2 separate regions of the Anser cygnoides genome follow, and region 2 is linked to region 1. Evidence: chromatin contacts called from public Hi-C data. All regions are on one chromosome and are shown on one strand. Each heading gives the region's core, a stretch centred on a gene start, on an enhancer-like site or on the middle of the called end of the contact. The rest is flanking DNA. Distances are from core to core; before and after follow the strand shown. Region 1 holds the start of APMAP (adipocyte plasma membrane associated protein). Region 2 has its middle 21 kb from the start of SNX5.

Region 1 (4,731 bases), core at 55-2,554:
ATTCATTTATTTGGACTTGTTTTTGCTTCTCCAGCTTATTTTAGTCTGTCAAGAAGAAAGACAAAAGAGTTTGAGATGGTGATGTGTCATCCCGTAGTCCAAATTGCTGTTTTACTTTATTGCTTTTCTTGAAACAGTAGCTCACAGGAAATGAGTTGCTGCCAGAAAACCGCATGACAACTGAAGAAGTGGAAGAATTAGTGCTTGGTGTATGGAAGCTGCATGTCTCATGTAAACCCCGAAGTCCCAGCGCTCTGCAATTATTTTCCTGCGTGATGGAAACAGAACAATTAAGGGGAACAATTAGTTATCATTAGTTGGTATGGATGGTTTCTCTACTAATCTCCTTGGTATGTCATAGAAGCATGCACAGCCTGCACAAATAGGGAAGGGGTGAAAGTGGGGTGTGTGTGGGGAAGGTGAGAGGCAGTGCTGTGTAGGAGCGTGTAGCTGTCCCACAGCTGAGGGAAGAAATGTGTTTCCAGGAGCCATAGGCCACTTGTAAATGCCAGGAACATGCTCTGCAGGATGCCTTGTCGATGAAAGAGCATGGAAGATTGTGTTTCACCGCCAGTATACCACATAGATAATGCTACAGCTGTATTTGCAGTACACTGAACATCCTCATTAGCCACTACTTGGGTTACCTCCAGCAGCTGCTTCTGGAAGGCTTCACACTCCACGCTCAGTCTTGCAGCCCTCTGGCAAGCGTCTCCTACATGTCCCGGGAAGGGCGAGTTAAAAAGGCAGGTGCCCACCCCCTGTGCTTTGCTGCTGCAGCTGCCTTGGTCATTTATTTATCAGGAATTGGTAAAATGGAGACTGTTTTCCAGCCTAACACAATTATATTCAAGAGCTGTCTCTGTCGCCGGTTAAATCTGCAGCAGCTTATTTCAGTAGCAAGCTTCTGCTTTTAACCAAGGCTGGTACATAATATTCATGTTCAGCTGAGAAATGGAAAAATTCTGGACAGGTGATTTTTTCCAACTGACTCCAGAAGCTTATAGCAGTGAGCTTGGACCTGCTCCGTCCAGGATAGGAGGATGTGGGGATGTTAAACCAGTTTTGGAGCTGCGGGAGAGCTCGGGGAGCACTTCCCCTCTCGTATCCCTCCTGCTCGGTTACGCAGTGCCCCCTGGTGGATAACGGGGCACCCTCGGGCGCTGGGGGGCTCCCCGCTGGAGGCCCACGGGGATGCGCTGAGCCGGGACCCAGCCTCGCTTGGGAGGGAGCCCGGGGCTTCGCCGGGAGGCTCCCGGAGACCCTGGGGTGGCGACCAGACAGCGGCCCCGGGGCGACCGAGAACGCAGGCGCCGGCTGGGCGGGCCCGGGGGCGGGCCGGGGCCGGGGCCGGGGCCGGGGCCGGGGAGGATGAATGCGGCCGAGGGGCTGCGGCAGCGCCGGCCGCTCCGCCCGCAGGTCATCACCGAGGACAGCCCGGCGCAGGAGGCCAAGGAGGGCAGGTGGGGCCGGGCGGGGACCGGGGAAAAATCCGGCCGAGAGCCGAGGCCCAGGTGCGCGGCCTCCGGGGGTGGAAGCGGCCGCCCCCAGCCCACCTGAGCCCAGGTCCCTCGGGGACCCGGCCCCTGGCTCCCCCGGGCTCCTCGGAGGGGCTTGGGCGGGGCTGGGTTTCCTGGCAAGTAATGGCTTAGGGGGTGCCTGCTTTTTGGCTTTTTTTTTTTTTTCCTGGCTTTTTGGCTTTTTTTCACTTCCTCTCCGCTGGGCTGGTTTAAATGCAGTTTGCGTTCAGTTAGTGAAGCAATGCCGGTTACCCCACTGCGGCTCGTGCAGATGTTTGCGGGGGTGTTCGAGCACTGTGTAACTGGTTGGCTGGGGTTTGGGAACGGCTGCAGGAGGAGGCAGTGGTTTAAAGAGTAGGCTGCGAGCCTGTGCGTGTTTCAGGTGCAATACCCTTGTAAACACTTCGTTTGCTTTGTGGCGAGGTTCAAAGTTCCGCTCGTAGTTTTCTGCGTAGGAATTTTTATACAAAGTTGGCTTCGCTGTAACCTCGGGCAGTAGCTGCAATAAGAAAGCAGGGTTTGGGCCCCGCTGAGTGACCTGCGTGGTGACTAGCACTGCTTTGGCTCACCGTGTCTCCTCCTGTTTGAGCACCTCGCAGGTTCTCCTCTCTGCCCTTCGGGGCCGTCAGGGCGAGGGAGGCGCTTTTGGCTGTGCGGTGACCTGCACGCACAGACCCTGTTCCTGAAGGAAGCCACCAGCGTCAATCAGCAGGTCTTTCTGGCTTCACCCTCTCTTGCTGACTTTTCTCAAATCAGTTGTATTCCTAGGACTCCAGCGGCGATCCAGAGTATCCATCACCCCAGCAGTTCCTCAAGAGGATGAGGCGGCCCAGGCTTGCTGGCTGTGGTGATCTCTGGTGCCTTCTTGCCAGCCTGCTGTCTGCAAGAGCTGGTGCAACAGCTTCTCCTCTTTGGTCCTCAGTGCCAGCTGACTTACTGTTATTATACCCGGAGCTCTGGGAAGTTGTATCCTTGAGATTTGTGGCTGGAGTCCATGCGAGTTTAATTTTCAGAGACAAAATTAGCTAAGGATCTCCGTTTTGTTTATCAGTGTTAGTAAACTAACTTTGGTGTTTCTTTTTAGGGACCAGTCCCTGACATGCAGTTGTCTGTGTTCTGTATTGGGTATGTTTTGTTTGTTTGCTTTTACAGTGATCCTGAGCATCTGACTTCTCAAGTGTTTGCTTTTGTTTGTTTGCTTTTCTTTAAATTCTTGTGGTTTCAGCAGGATCTAAAGCAGGTCTTGCAGTTTGCAGGCTTGGAGTGTGAGTTTGCATGTCACCTCATTCTTCCTGCCTCTTTCCTTTATTGTCAATTCCTTGCAAGTTTTAGTGAGGTTCAGAAATACGACCTTTACTTATATCATGCTTTCAGGAGCTTTAATTAAGTTGGCTTTAGCAGATGAGTTCCCATTCATCTTTATTAGCTTCCTGTTGCATGAGCTGTTCTCAGCTGTCACAAAGATGCTTAGGTGACTGCTGACAGCACTTTTAATCTTACAGCATTGAGCCATCATCTTTTGAAGGACAGTGGACGGACAAGGCTGACAGCTGAAGTCTTTGTGTAAACCTGGGGGCTCCCTCATCTCTCTTCTACTCTCTCCTTTCCAAATCCGAAGGGAAAAAGACTGGAATGCTGCTTCCCCGAGACACGTAGTGTTAGAGCAGATAGCGCTGAAATCTGGTGGCTCATTGCAAGGTCAGCCTGGCGCTAGGGAATTATGGAGGTGTCAGTCAGTGTGGATGAGAAAGCTTATTTGAAGCAGTTTCCATATCTGCTCACGTCATCTTGGATGGAGACAGGCTGACTGCTGTAACGCTGCTGAAGTGCACAAAGGGGATGCTGTGCTCTTGAATGTGAGAAATAAAATTGATTTTTAAGCATGTCTGTGAGCAGGACCCAAGCAGGGTTTGCTGGCGGTGCATCCTTGGAGTGGTCACCTCATCAGAGCCTAGGTCTGGGCCTAGCTCTGTCCTTTCTCTCCCAGCAGGTAACCCCAAAGGTTACCTTGAGGCTGATACCAGTGCTGCATGTACATGCCTTTAGCTCTCCAGCTGTGGTATTTGTGCTGTGGGCAGTAGTACCTGGTTTGTACCGCCTGGGTGATTGGCTGGTGAAGGACAGCACAGTGGAAATGGTCCAAGGATTAATGCAGAGCAATTGGGTACTGTTGGCCTTCATTTGTTTCATACTGCAAAGAGACTGGCTGGCTGTGCCAGTGAATATTTGAGAGTAGCTAAGTTTGTGGGAGCTGCTTTCCTAGTTCAAGGCTAGGATTTATTGACCGTGGCTTTGTGCAAATGCCTGATCGAGGCTTTTGAGCTTGATGAGAGCAAAATGTTTATTTCCTGTGAAAAAACATTTTTTTCTGTTTTGTTGTGTGTTAGCAAATGGAAGATGCTTAATTTCTTCTGCATGCTGGGGTCAAGTTTTGAACCAGTTTTTGCTAAGTCAGGGAAGGATTCATTTAATCTCCTCTAATCTTTGTTGTATTAGTTGCTTGAACTTTTCCATCTAAAACTTGTACCTAGCTAATTTCCATTATTTGAAAGATTCTGAAAGGTGTAAGTTTAACTTTGTGCTGGGATAGAAACTGCTGTCAAAACTTTAATTCAAGTAAATAAAAATCACAGATTAGTGGTTTTCAGTCAGCTGTAACTTGTAGCCTGCATGAAACCTGTATGTGATACTACTCTCATACTATGCTGTTGTGCTGAGGCTGGATAAATGACCCTTTCTCTTATATTAACCCAGTCAAAGTGGGCCTTTGATGGTATTTGAGATGGTGGTTGAGCAAAAGTATTTGCGCTTCTGTTTGTAAAGAAAACAGGCTGTTAAATATATATATACATATATATATATTAATATTAGATCTTAAAACAGCTTAGCATGTTAATCTTATTTCTTGTCTGTTTTTGGCAGTACTTACAGCAGCAAGGTGTTCCGTGTTACCTTCTTGACTTTGGCTGCATCTCTAACTGTGCCCCTGCTTGGAGCAACTGTTCTGCTGGATTGTCCTATAGACCCCCAGCCCATAAGGTAGGTTGTTGCTTTGTTTTGAAGGAGATATACTACTTGTATGTGTTCTGCTTTTTTGGAACAAAGGAGTCCACAGAGTAAAGTGATTCTAACTGAATTAAGAAACTGGGGAGTGATTGCAGTATTATCCAGTGTTATGGCTTGCTTCGCATACCCAGTCTGTTTCTGAGTC
Region 2 (4,645 bases), core at 1,766-4,265, 410 kb after region 1:
ACCTAGAAGGTCATCCCAGGGCTGCAAAAAACTTTCTGCAGTAGATAGATGCAAATAAACAGGCCCCAGCTAAGTTTAAAAAGCCTGGTCTCCCATCTGGGCAGAGGAAGCACGTCAAAGTGAAGACATATAAACACACTGTCAGTTATCAATGGGAAAATAAAGCAGCACAGAGGGTGGGAAGTGACTTGTGCAAATATACCTAGGGAGGGCTGGTATAGAAAGGAGGTGGTGGTGCTTTGTGGTCAGTCATAAAAGGAAGATGTGAATCAGGTCACTGCATACTGACTCCAGACAGACGTCAAAAGCAACCATGTTCAGAGCTAGACAAACACGGCCATGGAACCCCATCGGTGTAAATCAGCCTTGCATCCGTGCAAGTCAACATGATGCCAGGTTACATCAGAAGACACTCCAGCCTCCTCTCCCAATATGAGAAGAAACCGTGCAAGAGGCTTGTTTGAACTAGGATTACATCATCCTGCACTGCAAAAAAGCTGGGCTGTGGCAAGTCCAGGAACAGCTGCCAGGGAAATCCTGGAGTCGCTTTAGGGAAGATCTGGGAGTTTCACCCCTCAACCAGAGCCCTGAGTTTTTGATGCTGTTCCCATCACGTTGCTTGTCAAAGGTGCTCGGCTTCACCCACACCATCCCTATGAGCAACCCCCAAGACATAACCCAGAGGCATTGCTGCTGATTTAACAGCATACAGCATTAGGAAGCACACGGCTCATTTAAACATACCATGTTACAAGTCAACACTGACTGGTGTGTACTGAGGAGCTGAAAAGCACAAGCTGCCTTTCCTCTCCAGCCAGGACACCTTGTATAACACCACGGGCTACAATGCAGAAGTATCCTCTGGAGCCTTGCAACAGCAAGTTCAGCTTCGTGAATGTCAGCATAAAAATTTGGCCCAGAAAACACTGCCAAGCAGAGGTTAAAGCTCCATGAGTCAGCCAGGATTTTCTCTACCTGCTTCTGTTCATCACCTACCACAACTCAGGACTACAACAGTGTGGACAGACAGGACAGCAATGGGACAGAACCAGACCTGAACAGACAAACCTGTTTCTGAAGGGAGGGAAACTCCTGATCCAGTGGCCCCTCTGCAGATTATCAATAACCACTGGTGTGCATCAGTGGTAATCTGCTGGTCTGGCCTCTGAGGCAGACGATGGGAAAGACAGACAAATATTGGTCGTGGGTATTGTGGTTGCACCTAGCAGCAACCAAGCACCCCAACCTTTACGTAACTTGAAGCTAACAGCGATGGCTCAACGAAGCTAATTAGCCCCCACGGACTTATCTGGTCTCAGCTCCTGCAGGAACTGGGTCCTCTCACAGAGCCTGCACTGGAAGGATGGTGCTAACACGTCCTGAAAGATCCTTCTCAAATCTCACTTCTTCCCTGTCCCTCAGGGACAGGGCAGCTCTCACCACCTAGGCGTCTGCAGGAACCAGCCAGCTCCTAGAGCCGCAAATATGGCCCAGACTGCTGCCCCTGCCTCCAGCAGCAGCAGCCAGGACATGCCTCAGACTGCCAGGTGAAGAATACAGACCCGCCACTGCAGAAATGCCTCCTGCTTTAGGCGGCCCAGTGGAAGAAAAGGCAGAGACCTTCCTCTGCAAACAGTAGAGGAAAAAAAAAAAAAAAGGAATAAGAGGAACTGTGGATTTAAAGTAAGAGGCAAATAGTGTAAATTTGCTAAATATCTTACTCCCAAGAGAAAATCCCTTCTGCTTCTCACATTAATCAGGGCACTTAGGACTAGTCCTAACCAGCTGCTCCCACTTCCTTTGTCCATCGCCTCTTCAAACACACAAGAAGCACACTGAGACGGAGCAAACGTGCAAAGATCTGCAGACAAAACCGAGACCTTTGGAAAACACTCCATGCTAGCAAGCACCCCTCTTCCCCCACAGAGGCAGCTGTGCTTTACAGTAGGACAGTTTCCAATGTTTTCCTTCTCTGTGCAGACGAGGGATTTCCTGTCCTCCATGGCAACAACCTTGCATTTACTGAAGGAGGCCGTGCCAATAATCTCCACAGCAGAATGAAAAATTTTAAAGTGGCACTGCCTGTTCGCTCCCAGCTTCAGCTCGCTGATGTTTTCCACGTCCACGGTCCGGAACCACTCGTGAATGGGGCTAATCTCCAGCGTTGCAACTGCCCACGCATGGGAAGCTATTCCCAACCCCTACCAGTACTTCAGAAACTGATCTCAATCCCTACTAGTACTTCAGAAACTAATCTTTCTGAAGAAGGCACCAACACCGTCACCTCCCAGCTAGAGCTGACTAACCACCTTCCAAAGCCTTTGCTAACAAGGCACGATTCTCAGTTCGGAGTCAGTCCCCATCATGCAGACAGCCTTGGGGTTACGTGGCCCACATTTTCCCCCTGCAGGTTTAGAAGTCCCTCCCGAAAAGGAAGCACTGGTCCAAGAGTTTCAAAGCAGAGCTGAGCTAAGCCTTCCCTGCAAAGTCTCCCCTTCTCATCCCCTCTCGGCCTGCCTGCGTGTTGCTCTGCTGCAGGAACACAGATTCAGTACACTGAGCTGGCGACAGGCCCATCTTTGGTTTGGCCCACCTCCATTTTGGCCCATCTCATGCCATTTTAGTGAGTTACATCAGCTTGGCACACGGCCACACGAACATCAGGACCAGCCCAAGGGAAGCAATAGGAACAAAACAGGAGGGGAAGTGAGGCCATCCCCTTTCAGTGGCAGCAAGCTTGTGATGAAACTACATCTTTCACTGACCAAATTTAATTAGACAACTTTACTAGCGTAGCTCTGCTGAATCGCTCATTAACCTCTTATGCCTGAAGACGAGGGTTTTTTTGAGCAAGACCTTCCAGGAGGAGTACTTCAAGAAAGAGCTGGGAGCCGCTGACTAAATGAAGCCAAACCTGAGGTAAGTTTTTGAGCTGAGCCACAGGTGCAAACTAAACCTGTGCTGCCTTATGAGAGAGGCCTGGGTGGTTTCTATCAGAACAAACCTGATCCAAACTAAAACAGACGCAGTAAAGTAGTAAATTGGTTTCAAAGCAGGCAGTAGGCTAGCATCAAAAAGGAACCTTAAAATACTTTTCACTCATTTTTTATACCAGTGAATCAGACTGTCAGAGGCATGTTTCATAAAGAACAGGCTTAGGAAAGTTGGTAAGTAACAGTAAATTTATGCTAAACAAAAGAAACAGAAAATGAATTAAAATCCCTTTAACTGATAGGGACAGTCCTATAGCCTTACCCAAAAGAAGTTAAGGTGTTATAAGCAGTAAGCACACACGACCTGGCCGCTGCACTCTGCCTTTCAGTGTTGACAAGAAGCTGAGGTATCAGCAGCAAAGTACTTGCAATGCATTTCCAAGCGCCTGGGACTCCGCCACCCTCCCTGCAAAAAGTGACCTTGCAATGCCGCTGCCAAGTAAAACAGACCCACAAAACAGAGCACTAAAAGCCACTTAGGCTGACACATTTCACTGCGTTGGGCTGGACACGGAACAGTCACACCAGCAGTTACCACGTTTCCACAGAAGAGCAGCAAAGCGCGGCCAAGGGGCAGTCAAACTGAAATCACAAACTCATTTGGCTGCTTCCAGCAGCAGCAGATCGAGACAGCGGGAGCCCCTGGACGGGGATTTTAGATCCAAGTTAAATTTCTGCCTCTGCTGCACATTCCCTGTGGGATGACAGGCAAGTCACCTTTTCCATGCTCTCCGTGAATCCCCTCCCCTGCAAAAGGGGTCCTGTTCTTGCTGGTCTGTTCAAATCATAAGGCTGTCCCAGCAGGGGTTATTTTTAGCACGCAAGCACGAAAACCCAGCTGAGATGGACTCTGATCTCAGCTGGGCCTTCTCATCAGCTCTGTAATATAAAAAGTAAACAGAAAGCAAGGCTGAGCCCACACCAGAGCTCAGCCACTGGACAGTGTTTGATAGCAGATAAAGCACGTTTCCAGAAACCAGCCAGCTGCAGGTCTAAAGCCAGAACCAGGCAACGACCTGAGGGATTAAAACGGATCACCAGAGCTGGTATTCATTCCCCAGTGACTAGTGAGCTGCAAATGGACACATTTCAAAGCCAGTTCAGCTATTCCACTGTAACCATGCAGTGACGCAGGTGTTTCTCAGGAGCACAAGCTGAAATAACTCAGAGCTGATCGCTCAGGCACAGCAGCAAGTGCTGGGATAGCAGGAGAGTACTCAAAGCTACGCTCAAGAATGGGACCTCTGCGGAGCTCTTTGCTTCACAGCACAAGCAAGCAAGCTGTTCCTCCCCGTCTTTTAAGAGAGGCTGCAGGTGCCAGAGGCTATTAATACCCACCAGGAGAATCTTCCTAGCTCCACATGTAGTGAAATTCACATTTGCTGCCATCAGAAGCGTAGCACACAGCTACAAAGCTACTGGAGGACAGGGCCTCAGATCAGAGCTGAGCACCCCTGAAGCGCGTGGAATCAAGAAGAAACGGGATAGAGCAGAGAAGAGAGAAGCTGAAAAAAATCGGGAGCACATAGAAAAAAAACACTAGTGGTGATAAACCTAATTAAAACACCAGTAATCATCCCAAGATAACTCAGACTGCAGCTGAATTTCTCCCTCCAGCCAGGACCAGGGTGTTTAGCAGTTTCTCAGGCTCG

The links. Hi-C and Micro-C count contacts between places; a contact is called where the count stands out from the background.
Region 2: a Hi-C map of liver shows a contact between it and region 1, with 2.4 times the contacts expected there. The contact joins the enhancer-like site here to the promoter of APMAP in region 1. A contact is called at or near these places in 3 of 7 Hi-C or Micro-C datasets (granulosa cells and liver).

The regions. Positions count from the first base shown.
Region 1 is chr3:14,667,008-14,671,738 of Taihu_goose_T2T_genome, forward strand. It overlaps APMAP (adipocyte plasma membrane associated protein), which reads left to right and starts at 1,305. Exons shown (of 9, transcript XM_048078981.2): 1 at 1,305-1,463; 2 at 4,443-4,559. The coding sequence starts at 1,372.
Region 2 is chr3:15,072,301-15,076,945 of Taihu_goose_T2T_genome, forward strand. No RefSeq gene overlaps it. Among named protein-coding and RNA genes, the nearest start is that of SNX5, 21 kb to the right of the region's middle. Within about 2 kb of position 3,016, at least 2 of the 3 cell types and tissues checked have open chromatin away from gene starts, as enhancers often do. A contact at or near this core is called in liver, where this site is marked.